2 separate regions of the Mus musculus genome follow, and region 2 is linked to region 1. A link is a contact called in public Micro-C data. All regions are on one chromosome and are shown on one strand. Each heading gives the region's core, a stretch centred on a gene start, on an enhancer-like site or on the middle of the called end of the contact. The rest is flanking DNA. Distances are from core to core; before and after follow the strand shown.

The links. Hi-C and Micro-C count contacts between places; a contact is called where the count stands out from the background.
Region 2: a contact with region 1 is called in a Micro-C map of muscle stem cells, with 2.5 times the contacts expected there. The contact joins two enhancer-like sites. A contact is called at or near these places in 1 of 15 datasets of contacts at CTCF or cohesin (the NIH/3T3 cell line) and 4 of 484 Hi-C or Micro-C datasets (the C2C12 cell line, adipose-derived mesenchymal stem cells, muscle stem cells and 1 more).

The regions. Positions count from the first base shown.
Region 1 is chr10:98,329,114-98,336,227 of GRCm38.p6, reverse strand. All of the region lies in intron 4 of Gm8633 (predicted gene 8633), which reads left to right. Among named protein-coding and RNA genes, the nearest start is that of Gm8633, 19 kb to the left of the region's middle. Within about 2 kb of position 2,592, at least 82 of the 459 cell types and tissues checked have an H3K27ac peak or open chromatin away from gene starts, as enhancers often do. A contact at or near this core is called in the C2C12 cell line, the NIH/3T3 cell line, adipose-derived mesenchymal stem cells and 2 more, where this site is marked.
Region 2 is chr10:98,505,922-98,512,556 of GRCm38.p6, reverse strand. No RefSeq gene overlaps it. Among named protein-coding and RNA genes, the nearest start is that of Gm34297, 28 kb to the left of the region's middle. Within about 2 kb of position 3,881, at least 61 of the 459 cell types and tissues checked have an H3K27ac peak or open chromatin away from gene starts, as enhancers often do. A contact at or near this core is called in the C2C12 cell line, the NIH/3T3 cell line, adipose-derived mesenchymal stem cells and 2 more, where this site is marked.

The DNA.
Region 1 (7,114 bases), core at 1,343-3,842:
TAATCTAGCTAGCTATCTGCTTAGACACTCCTTTTCCCAGACCCTGTGCTCAGTGGTCCTCACTACCTGTTTAGGTTTTAAATGGGTTCTGTGGTTCCAAACTCTGTCCTTACATTTGTGCAGAAAATGCATTACCAACAGAGATATCTACCCAGTCATGATGATATATAATTTAACAACTTAATAACTAAATACTGTCCCTCTACAGCAAGAGAGAAATGCAGTCAGAAATTATACGTATTTTAACAACATCCATCCATAAGATAATATGGATTTAACACATATTCACAAACCATGGAATAAATAAAAAGTTAGTAAGAAAAATAATTAAATTATGCTTTATTTTGAATTATATTTCACTAGACTATGAGTATGGCATACTTTTTGAAGCTCTCTGCATGTTTAGTGAACATCCTGGGTTTCTGATCTACTCAGGCACTGAAGACAATGCAATGAATACAATCATATACAATATCTATTATTATGAAGCTTTTAGGACCAGCTAGAGAATAAAAATACATATATTAAGTGAATCTTAGAAATAGCATTATATAGGTGATCAAAGCTGTAGGAAGAGTATGAGACACTGTGTGAGAGAAAACTAGAAGTCTGCTTTAAATTGTAGTTAAGGTAGTTACTCTGAAATACTTTATGTGGTTTATGATTTTGCTTTGCTTTTATGTGTAATCTTTATGTCTCATGTAAAGAAACACAATAGTAATAAGAAAGATTAAACCTATTTGTCTTTTCTCAAAATGATAACTTAATGTATAGCATACAGTAGTGGCTTATTACATTCATAGCAATTGGAAATACATTCTGCTCAAATTGATAGAAACTTAAGGAACAGCAACTGAAGAAATTTCTACTGCCTAAATTTCTACTGTCCCTAAAAGTTTCATAATAATAGATATTGTATACAATTGTATTCCTTGCTTTGCCTTCAGTGCCTGAGCAGATCAGAACCCAGGGTTGTTCACTAAACAGACATTGCTAGGAAAAAATTTATTGATAATCCAGCTCATGGATGGTAATTTTAAAATCCAAATCTCATGGGAGTTCAAGATAGCCCCACTAGTTATATTCGAAGCCTCTCCATGAAAGGTGGTCCAAATGAGCTATATGATTGTGACTGATGCTCAGCAGTTATTAAAAGTAGTTAATTCTCTTTTCAAGTTAATATAATTTAAGCAAACTCTTGGAAAGAGTCAGCTATGGTATACTCTTTGAAAGATCAACAATTCCGGTCAATGGCTAATATAATGAATTGAAATTATCATTTATTCTATTCCTGTTCCTTCTCTCATATGTCCTTTATTCAGCTGAGATCCAACCTAAATACCTAGCTAGTGAACTTGTCTGTTACTAGACTGGCAGATATCAGAACAGAGGAGAAGTGTTGATTGGTAGGTGAGAGATATAAGTTTAAAAACAAAACAAAACAAAACAAAACACAAAACCAGGAGCTGATTTCACAGTGTAGAAGTAGAATTACCTTTTTATTTCACTCTCTTGAGGGAAAGAAAATATTTCCTCACTATTTTGGTTCAGTTAAATCCTAAAACTGCAGTGTGATGGCTGAAATTCTTTATTAATTTACTTCTGCTCTGTACTTAGAAATAAAGAACTAAGCCTTTAATTAGCTTAACAACAAGGTTCATGTATTTTTTATTCTCTACTTGAACATATGTCATTAAGATATATAGATGTAGATATAGATATGCATTATAGGTATAGGTGTAGACATAGATGTAGATTACAAGTATAGGTATATTGTGTTAGTTATGTGAGGTGCTTGCCATGGAGCATGTGCAGGCGTGTGAGGACGGTTCTGCCATGCTTCCTCCATTCCTGTGGGTTCCAGGGTCAAACTCAGCAGGTCAGGCTTTGAATCCCAGGGGCAAGTTTCTTTATCTGTTAAGCGTTATCATCATCTCTAATTTAGTATTGCTCTTTCCTGTAGAAGGATTTAGATGGATATTGATGTATAACAACGCTGCTTACCGATATAATAATTCAAGTGTCAGAAAACCCTTTGTTGTTAATATATAAATTATTATCTAATTATATTTTCCTACTATAAGAAAATAATTCTCTGAGTGACTTGGACAATGTAAAGTTGGGGGAAAATTTCTATCCTTAACTTTGGGAATAGATGTCGGTAATTCCAGTGAGGCTTCCAAATCCAGATGACCCAGTTCATTTTATTTCAGGGCAATGAGCAGATGGTGAATGTTCTCAGTCTATCTGGCATTAACGTGCACTCTGTCACCATAAGACTTAACAGTGGCAGATGGCAGTTATGTTAGCAAACATTCAGTTGTCCCTGCTCCATTCTGCCCTTAGGACCGAGGAAGGCCCAGCCATGGCTCAAAGCTGAGTCTCCACTAATCCTGAGGAGAGAATGTCAAGCCACCGGAAGCCCTCACTTATGTGAGCTTTCCGGGCAGCAGGTACAGCTGGGCCCTCTTCAAAGGCTTGTGGATGCCCTGGCCTCCGTGTGAAATCCTTTCAACTATCCAGTGACATCCCAGGACCTGGCTGAACAAATCTATGGGATGGGTGGGGTTTCTCACCCTCTGTGGAAAGTTGCCCGGATATTTAAGGACAGCCTTTCTTGGCCTCTGTGGACTTTGCTGAATAGTAATGCAATGAGCCATCTTTAGCAGAGTGTTTTTCAATAACATGAGTCACTAGATGGTTTTGGTTACTGAATGAAAACATTAAGAAAATCCTGTGATTTTCACACCCACCCCCAACCCAAGGACACTCTCTACTTTCTGGAATCTAGGTGGGAATATGTCACATGGGATTCTGCAAAGTTGTTGGTGACATCCTAATTGCAGCATACCTGGTATAAGATGACAATAGCTCTTATTATTTTTTTAAAGTAACTGAATTACTACATCAGTAAATTAAGACTATGAAGATACTGTCTTGAGAAATGTTCAAAGTCTGACAGAATCTATAATGTCCATTTGTTTTAGGATCTTGCAAAGTACATTCTATAGTAACACATTTAGGAAATGCATTCAAAGAATGTCTGAGAGACTATCAAACCATTTATCTCTGCTTTATGGGCAGATACTTTTCACGTATAAGATTTTACATTTCTAATCGTTTGAACAACCTCTTTTGACTCTGCTAGCTCTTAATCCTAAGCAGATCAGATGGGCAAAGCCTAACCAAGACAAAAGCAACTGATAGCTTAAATTGCACACATTCAGCAATGCAGACTTGTTACCAACAGACCTCTGAGCTATGCCAGAAAAGACATTAGATCATTCACATCTGAGTTGGGAAATGGAGCTAAAGGGCAATGCTGCAGGCTTATTATTCATTGCAGCTTGAAACATATGTAAGGATAAAGCCTTTCGATCCTGGTCACAGCCTGACTCACCAGCTTACCCATGACTCGTAGCCATAAGCTGCAATCTGTTTCTGGACTCAGGTCCTGCATGACTGGAGTGAAGTGCAAACCTTTTAACAGCTCACACGGCTCTCTCGACACTGGTCATGTTGCTCTGGGTACTTTAACAGTCTATGTGTGCTAGCTTTTAGGAAGTGGAAAGTGGCTGCCTTAAATGTGTTGGCAAAGTATCAAGATGGCTTAGGAGGGAGCAATGTCAGTCTTTGAGCAAAACATTGGGGGTACGTTAGACACACATGTTAGGACAGGTAGTCCTTTTCTAAAGATTTAGATAGCTAAATGTATTGACTAAAACAAGGTGCATTTAGAGGCGTGTTAGAACAAACTTATCTAACCTAATTGGCTCAGGTTGTTTTTTTTTTTTAAATTTCAATGGCACATTCATAAACACATCACAGTCTCATATAGATGTGTATGCATACATATGCACATGTATTTATTTGATTTGTTATTATCTAATATATTTCTTTAAGCCATATTTTCATCTCTAACATGAAACCTGTTGTATTTTATGTGAAATGCAACTTTGATTTCTTAAGTATGAGTACAGAATAACATTCTTTAGTGTGATTTTTTTGTGTAGGAGTATAAATCAAATGGATTCAGATTTCTATAGAACTACATTTTGATTTCCCTTTTTTATATTTTCAGAATTATTTATACGGCTGTCTGAATACTCTGATTTTATTTGCTTTAGGGCCTACCTAAATTTATTTGTGTTAATCTCACAAGAATAATGACAAATGCATCTTTCTTTGGCTTTGAAAGTGGATTGGGAGCTTTTTAAATATTTAAAAGGTAAAGCCACTGGGTTTTAGAGAAGTTATGGACTCTAACATGATAAAGCTCAGAGAACTTGGAATTTCAATAAGGTCATGAAAATAGAGCAGAGCTGCCATTGAATCTTAGTAATCAACAAGAGGACCTGTTTTGGTGTCCCTATAATAAAATATTAAGACAGGGTATATCTGTAGGATTCTAGAATATAAAAGCTGATAGCAGGAGCTAAGAATTAATCACCTACTCAAGTGGCTGTTTCTAAAGTAAGTTACAATAAAAGATGAAATGCAATGGCAAAAAACTTCTTACTTTCCAAGTCTTGAATTTTTTTTCTTTTTAAATCAAGAAACTACATGTCAAAATAAAGTTAGTATTTATACCAGTGTTTTTATAATATTTTCTTATTTTTTGAAATTAATAGTACCATGATCTGCCAATATCTTATGCACAATCTCCCCTTGATAGATCTCAAATTTATAGCCTCTACTTTTAGTTGTTGTTACGTACATACATGCATATATACATACATGTTTATCTCTCTACACATATTTTACAATTTAACAACTATTTATTGTTTTTTTTTTTTTAAAGAAACTCATGAGGACAATGAGAGAATTCTCTCAACTGGGAATTATGTTTCTTTGAAGTATTTTGTTGTTTTTCTTATAGAACACAATTAAATTTTAATTTGAGCACGTAGAAATATACTTAACATTTTAAGTTTGTTAACTTTTGATAATTTCATATTGCATTCAATGAGCTGTGATTATAATAGTCTCCCCTTGGGACTCCATCTTATCACCTCTCAGCTCCGAGGACCACATTCTTCCAACTTTTTACCCTCACAATCCATCCTTCCTTCCTTCCTTCCTTCCTTCCTTCCTTCCTTCCTTCCTTCCTTCCTTCCTTCCCTCCCTCCCTCCCTCCCTCCCTCCCTCCCTTCCCTCCCTCCCTCCCTCCCTCCCTCCCTCCCTCCTTTCTTCTTGCTATCCCTTCCCACCTCCACCCTTTTTCCCCCTCGCTCCTTTCCTTTCCTTTCCTTTCCTTTCCTTTCCTTTCCTTTCCTTTCCTTTCCTTTCCTTTCCTCTCCTCTCCCTCTCCCTCTCCCTCTCCCTCTCCCTCTCCCTCTCCCTCTCCCTCTCCCTCTCCCTCTCCCTCTCCCTCTCCCTCTCCCTCTCCCTCTCCCTCTCCCTTTTCCTCTCCCCCCTCCCCTCCCCTCCTCTCCTTTTTTTCTTTTCCTTTCCCTTTCCTTTTCCCTCCCCTTTCCTTCCCTTTTTCTTTCCCTCCCCTCCTCTCCCCTCCCCTTCTCTTTCCTTTTCCCTCCCTCCCCTCCCCTCCCCTCTCCTTCCCTTCCCTTTACTGTACAGGGTGCAACAGCTACAGTGAATTTTTGATTGCAGTAGTATTGTCCCTTGAAAATAGTGTATCACCTCACTCCTCCACATTTTTTTTTTTTTAGCTCTCAAAGACCTCCCAGTCTGTCCTCTCTGACTTAGATCATCTTACTTTGAATTCAGAGGGGGTGGCACTGTGAGCTTATTGACCATGTATGAGTTCCCATTTTGATCACTGCCTCCTGACCACTGCCCTTTTGGGCTGCTTTGACTGTGTAGCTGGCCTCAATATCAATAGAAAAGCAGTTGATGACCCTTATAACATTTATGCTAATGTGGGGTACATCTTGTCGGGCTGGTTGGTTTTATAGTTTTCAGAGTCTTCAGCTAGATTTGATTACTGATGACAGTACCTTCATGTGGCACTAGGAAATCTAGGCAGCAGAGAGGAAATTTCCAGCTTGACTCCGTGTGTCCTGATTTCAAAGTGAGCATTATCTTCATCAATATAGTTTTACTATCCAGCTACACTAGGCATCCAAGAGCAATGACAATACCCTGTGCTGTTTGGGAGCCTCTGGGGCTCTTTAGTAAACAACGAATAGGGTACATCCCACAGCTGGTACTAGCATTTTAAATTGAAAGCCAATGACTTTCGCCAACAGTGTTGCCTACCCATACAAAGTACCACCCTTAAATTTCCATGCCTGACTTCTAGCTACAGTATAGAGCCATTGTTATAGAAACAGCAATGCACTGACATAAAACAAGTATGGGTATCAATGGAATAGACTAACATGTAATCATAATTACAGTCATTTTTCTACAGTAATGTCCCCTACCCTCCCCAAAATACACTGGACAAAGTAAGGTTTATTCAGCTAATAGTCCTGGATACCTGCGTGTAGAAGAATGAAACTAGATCTTGTCTTTCACTCTGCATGAAAATCAACTCCAGATCTGCCAGGGAGTCTTAATGCAACACTTGAAGTTCTAAAATTGTTAGAGGAAAAGGACAGAAGAGGAGGAGAGGCTCCATGATACAGGCTGGATAAGGACTCTTCTTTTTGGTCAGGGCTTTATTTGTCACTCGTTTGATCTTAAACTTATTGTTCTGCCTCTGATGTCTAAAATCTTGGATCACAGACAGGAGCCTCTGGGCTTGGCCTCTCTATTAGTTTTTTTGTAGCATATTTATAAGATTCAATAATTCTTTCACCACAGGAAAGAAAGGATTACTTTGTGAATACTGGAAAGTGAGTGACAGGGGAGAAGAATCTGATAGAGTCTCAACTCAAAAAAAAAAAAAAAGGTTATCAAAAGGTAAAACTGTTGAATGTCATAGCTTCTCTTAGGGACAAGGGCAGGTGACAAGATACATAATACTAAACTCTTATATATAGTATTTCAAACACTTTGGTAAACCTTCTTGCTATATCATTTCAATGGAGCCTCTTCTCCCCCCCCCCCAATACCCTGAGGTAGAGAATATTCCCATTCCCTTATTGTAAGTGGCACACCGATGATTTACATGCGTTACGGATGATTCCTAAGCTCGTGTGGATGAATC
Region 2 (6,635 bases), core at 2,632-5,131, 180 kb before region 1:
TAATGAGTGTCATAATTTTACATAATTGTCCCTGCAATGGCTTCTATATCACTTCAGATCCTAACTGGAATTGACTTGCCCTTCTTCCTGTCTTCTCTAATCCATCACATTAGACAGCTCTGGAGCGATTATGTCATTCACGGACTGGATTCCTAGTGGACTCAATTTTGGAAGACATGGGTTTTTGTGATCTGTAAACACACAAGATTTTAACTATTGACAAGACAAACCCTACGCAATTAATGATCTTTTAAGGCCATAAATTCCCATACTAATTTTCAATTCTCTTGGAAGTATTCATTTGAATAGAAGTGTGTTTAGATAGAAGTATAGAATAATTAATCTGGAAAGGACCTCAGATATTTAGCCACAGTTCTCCAACTTATTAATAAAAATTCCAAGTGGAAAATCTATTCATAGAAATGTGATTATATTCATACACATACAAGTATATATACATTATGCACATTATATGTATTTATCTAGTGTTTTAATAGCAGAGGCCATGGTAGTTGTTCATGTTGTAGTAAACTCATCTGGAAAGTGTTTAAATATATTTGTATCTGAACCTCAACACTGTGGTCTTGATTTAGTTGGTTAAGGAGATGCTGGACATTCGAGTGGAAAGAAAACCTTGATATATATGCATATTACCTGGCATATTCTAATACACATTTGGTGGTTTGAAATGATACCAAGTTTGTATATGTATAGTGATAATTGAAAGAAATAATTAATGTAGAGGCTTGGTCACTAGTATGTCTCCTTGGCAGAATCACTGGCCTTGTAGGTTACAATATTAACATGGCGGTCATAAGTTTATGTCCAGAGTTGCTTTCTGGACATAAAAAAGCCAGAGAAGTGTTTACATATTTTTGCATACCTAATATCATCTCAGAGGTAACATGCTTAACATCTTACACCAACATCTCCTCTCATATTGTCCTGGTTGATTTTGTGTGTCAACTTGACACAAGCTGGAGTTATCACTGAGAAAGAAGCCTGCCTCCAGGAAATGCCTCCATGAGATCCAGCTGTAAACATTTTCTCAATTATTGATCAAAGGTGGGAGAGCCCATTTTGGATTGTGCCATCCCTGGGCTGGTGGTTCTGTGTTCTATAAGAAAGCAAGCTGAGCAAGCCAGGTGAAGCAAGCCAGTAAGCAGCATCCCTCCATGGCCTCTGCATCAGCTCCTGCCTCTAAGTTCCTGCCCTGTGTGAGTTCCTGTCCTGTTTCTTCTTGGTCATGATGTTTTGTTCAAGAATTGAAACCCTAAGACACATATCTAGTCTTCCTAGCACATAGTAGGTACTTTTGATAGATGCTCTTAAAACTCTGAGCACCCACTATTGACTATCCTTTATACCATTTCCAGTTTGATCATTCACATTTCTCATAGCAATGTATTCCTTTCAAAAACACAGCTAATATAGATTCTGCCCCTCCTCAGAATATTCCTCACTAGCTTCTCTCAGATTCACAGACAGAAGAGTCCCCATTACTGTTAATCTGATTAATGACCTCCACAGACAGTAGGAAACTGATGTGTGGGAGACATCATAGATTCTGATTTGTTGTTTCTTCTGCAAAATGGCTGCTCCCAGTCAGATTCAAAAAAGGAGTTTCTGGGCTTTATCTGGAAATGTGCATTTCTGAGAGTGTATCTACCCTAAGCAGTAGTTACCAGATTCGGCTACTCAAGGCAGTGGGTATTGTATATGCCCCATCTAAGGAGACATTGATGAGGCTTAGAGTTCTTCCTGCATCATTAACATGAATTTCAAATGCTGCAGGCTTCAGGCAGGTAACTTTTAAGGAATTTTAGAGATAACATTTTGTTTCTAGAGGAAAAACAAGATTAATTTATCAATCCCACATTCTAATTCATACATGGAAAATGAGCAGATGTCATTGTAACATGATGAATTCTGAAAGTGAAACAGACTCAGGAGAAAAATTACAAGTGGGTAAAAATATTTCAATTAATGCCAAAGGAAATGATTAGAGAAGAGTCCCTTTGGGAATCCCAGAAAGATGCTGGATATTAACACAATGTTGTCATATTAGTATTCCCTGGAGTGCCAAAATGTTTGTCTCATTAAGTTGGAGTTGTAGTTCTACCTATTTGCTTTAACAAATATTTGTCAGTTTAATAATATCCTTCAGTTGCATGTTAGTGCACTAAGAATAAGCATCATTTTTTTTTAGCACTTTGTAGGTAATGAATTTGCTTTTGCCCCGGTGAAGAATCAGGAAGGGGATATGCAAAACTATTTTTTTTTTCCTGAAAGCATCCATACAATAGAAGCTGAAGAACAGCTGGGACTCCTCCCATCTGTGCTGTATCAGGATTTCACTAGGTTTAGACTTTCCTCTCTTTTCCCCTCAGTGCCTTTCAGATATGTAAAACTGCTTCGAAGGCGTTCACTTAATGGAAATAAAGCTTCTTAAAAGCTGTGACTGGGAAATCGGGGTCTCTTGAAAAATCACAAGAAACGTTGCTTAGTACGAATTAGTTTGGGTTGGCTAGGTTATAGTGCAATGAGGAATGTCATACCCTTACACACGTAAGGTTTCTCAATGATTGGCTAGGGTCTTTAGGTTCCCTTGTCATTATTGGCCACACTTGGTGATTCTTTTTATATCCAGAATATTACCGTTAAGTAGAAGTGAAACAAAGGAGCTTATGGAAGCATTCAGAGTGTTTAATAAACCTTCTGCTTGGAAATGACTCTCATAATACGCATTCGTTGGCCAAAGGGAATCATATGGACACAGTTGACCTCATTATGATGCAATGGGAAGGGGTATGGAAATAAGTCATCTTATAGTCCTTATGCTCCAGGTACTTACAAGAATTTCATTCATTATATAGTCTAAATATAGCATCAAATGTAATTACCAAGATACATTTATTAATTTTTACTCTGTGCTAATATAGGTGGCCTTGATTTATGAAAATGGATACAGATGGTGCCTGATTTCCAATGGTTTGTCATGTTGTCTTTCAACTCCATGAGGGTAGGAGGTAATATGCATTTGTTAAAAAGAATGCCTTGAATTTTGATCTTTACTTGAGCTAGCAATATATAGTACTACACTCTCTTAGAGTACTATATCTCTTGATAGATGGTGACAGGGAACTTCATCTCCCGATAGCTGTGCAGTCATAAGGAGAAACCACTGATAAACTGTAATGCACTATGTTGCTGACCCAGCTATACTGAAAGCACTTGAGAGGGTGAGGGAGGAAGGGATCAATTGTAAGAGAATAGGGCATTTTATAAACAAACACTCAAGTCAATTGGGTAACGTTTCTATGTATGAAAATATATCTTATGAGTATGTCTGAGTGTCAGAAAAAGACTAGTCAGATTTATTGAGAACCTGATAAGTTGGCCTTCACTATTTCTCTTAAAATTGACATTCCCTCTCTCCGTTTATCCCTCCACAGACAATCAGACATCATTCCCTGCTCTTTCCAGGAAGTGGTAAGCTTTTCAGCAGTCTGCAACCAGTATAATCCTGCTTCTAATTTTAGGGGTTTAAATCCTGGCTTCAAAGGTCCTCAGGCAGTAGACTGAGGAGATTGCAGGGAGTGGAGAGGATTAGCCTTGGGTAGCTGCATGACAAAGCTGTCTCTTCATTCCAGATAAGAGCGAGAGAGGCTGCGATGGATGATTCCTTTCACATACATCTGTCTTCCAGACCTCTTCATGAACTCAAAGGGCTGAAAATGACTCCCTGACAGTACACCCACTTTTGCATTCTACCGCTTCCTTTCATTTCTGTGCTGGAATGTGAACGGGGTGGGGAATGGGGTCTAATCTTGTGTCCTGATGCACAGTGAAATTTCACCACTGGGATTTTCATCATGGTGTGTCATCATGCAGTCACACCCAGTGACACATCCAGCCACTCCACCCCACCCAGTGGGTGGGAGAATAGCTCCCATATCCTTTCACACTTTGAGGAAAGACCTCAACATTTTTTTTTTTTTTTTTTTACACTGCATACTGGGATGACTCACAGAAGATGTTTTTATCAGCATCCTTCAACTGAGGCACCCTGAGTTTGTGTACTTGAAGTCTGAATGCAAGTCGCTGTGTGCTTTGACAGAAACGCAAGCCCCCTCCTTGAGTGTTGGATTACGTGTGTTTACACTAGTCCTCCCTTGGGATTTCTTTTTTGGGATACTGATTTGGTAAGGAGGAAAATGGCCTTAATTATTTCCTCTCTAAAACTCTGTTAGGCACCTGCATTGAATACAGGTGTTTTGTATTTAATTTACTTAAAGAAACAAAGGGACCAGCAACCAGTACTATTGCCATTTTTTTTCTATTAACTTTATTAAGATGAGAAAGCATGTTTTTGTGGTCTCAAGTAGTGAGAGCAAAAAAAAAATTCCCTTAATATCTACAAAGCTTAATATTCTCTCTCTCTCTCTCTCTCTCTCTCTCTCTCTCTCTCTCTCTCCCTCCTGTCTGTCTCTGTTTTCCTCTCTTTCCTCCCTCAAATTGTTTGTTGTCTATAGCTTTTTCTATAGAGATGGCCCCTGTGAGGTTTCTCCCATCTACGCAAGGATGCCGACTCTTGTTGAAATGTTCAGGTCCTGTTTAGGCAATCATGTTGTTGAGATCTCATAGATATTTTCCCGTCATAGTGAATGTTATCCAATAAAGTGGTCAGCTCAAGACACATATCCATGCAAGGAACACTGCACGGACTCATCAGTGTGTGTGTGTGTGTGTGTGTGTGTGTGTGTGTGTGTGTGTGTGTGTGTATTAACAATGGTTAAAGAACAAGAAGTTGTGAATTAAGAAAGGAGGTTGAACATAGGAGGAGTAGGAGAAAGAAAGTTGTAATGAGATTTATAAAAGACTCTTTTTTTAATGTCTAAAGTAAACACTCACAAGCACATACACTCGCTAAAAGCTCCTGAGGCCAGCAAAGGCTTACAGAGTGAGGGCATCTCACAATGAAATGAAAGCTTAAATCTAAACACTCTAACACTGCATGTGTTCATCTTCCACAGGACATTATACCATGTTAGGACAATGTGTTTAGCTGTCTTTCCTCTGACAAGATAGAGTACAACTCACGAAAGTACGAGAGGGGGTTACTATGTTGTCTTAATTATATCTTTATACACATTAGATGAGAGCATTGCTCTATAGAACACTATTCCTTGGCAAGACACAAACTCTTCAGTGTAATTTTACCTTTGAAGTCCCTTGTGCATATTTTTGAGACAGTTCATTGGAAACTTTACCATTATTTCTACAATTTAGATAATAAAAATATAAAGTGCTTCTCAAATAACTAATTTCAGGAGTCAATTCTAGTCGACTCCATGCTGAAAGTGAAATGTGTTTAATTTTTATGTTTGGTTGGGGCCCTGCTCAGATAAAATATTACCTAAAACTAGAATCATGACAAAACCCACATAATCAGAAATATTCATTTTCTCAAAAAAGCCCTACTTATTTGAGATGGTAGCTGGTAATAAAAATGGCTAATATGAGTGCAATGCTTACTGTGATCTGGGAACTTTACAACACTTTAAATTACTTCTCTTTCAAATGAGAACCTCCATACGTAGAAACTATATAAGATGAGGAACCTGAACCATGTCCTCACGGTGGCTAATTGACAAATGGAGATTGAGATATGTTAGCCACTCTTCTATCTTTGGTTGTGAGCCTAGCCTTTAACAGCTTAGCCATCTCTCCAGCCCTTGTAATAAGAACATATGCTCCACTATGTTCATAGCAGCCTTATGTATAATAGCCAGAAGCTGAAAAGATCCCAGATGTCCTTCAGCAGAGGAATGGATACAGAAAATGTGGTACACTTACACAATGGAGTACTACTCAACTATTAAAAGCAACGACTTCATGAAATTTGGAGACAAATGGATGGAACTAGAAATTATCATCCAGAGTGATATAACCCAATCATAAAAGAACACACATGATATGCACTCACTGATAAGTGGATATTAGCCCAAAAGCTCGGAATATCCAAGATACAATTCACAGACCACATGAAGCTCAAGAAGAAGGAGGACCAAAGTGTGGATGCTTCAGTGCTTCTTAGAAGTGGGAACAAAATATTCACAGGAGGAAATATGGAGACAAAGTGTAGAGCAGAGACTGCCCTACCTGGGGATTCATCCCATATATAGTTGCCAAACCCCAACACTATTGTGGATGCTGGGAAGTGCTTGCTGACAGGAGCCTGATATGGCTGTCTCCTGAGAGGCTCTGACAGAGCCTGACAAATACAGAGGTGGATGCTTGCAGCCAACAATTGGACTAAGCATATGGGGGAGTTGGACAAGGGACTGAAGGAACTGAGTGGGTTTGCAGCCCTGTGGCAGGAGCAACAGTATCAATCGGCGAGTCACCTCCCCTCTCCCCCAAACTCCGAGGACTGGACCACCAACCAAAGAGTACACATGCAGGAACCCATGGCTCCCGCTGCATATGTGGCAGAGGATGGCCTTGTTGGACCTCATGGGGAGGAAACAGCCCTTGGTCCTATGGGAGTTTGATACTCCAGTGTAGGAGAATGCCAGGGCAGGAAGGCAGGAGTGGGTGACTGGGTGGGGGAGCACCCTCATAGTGGCAGG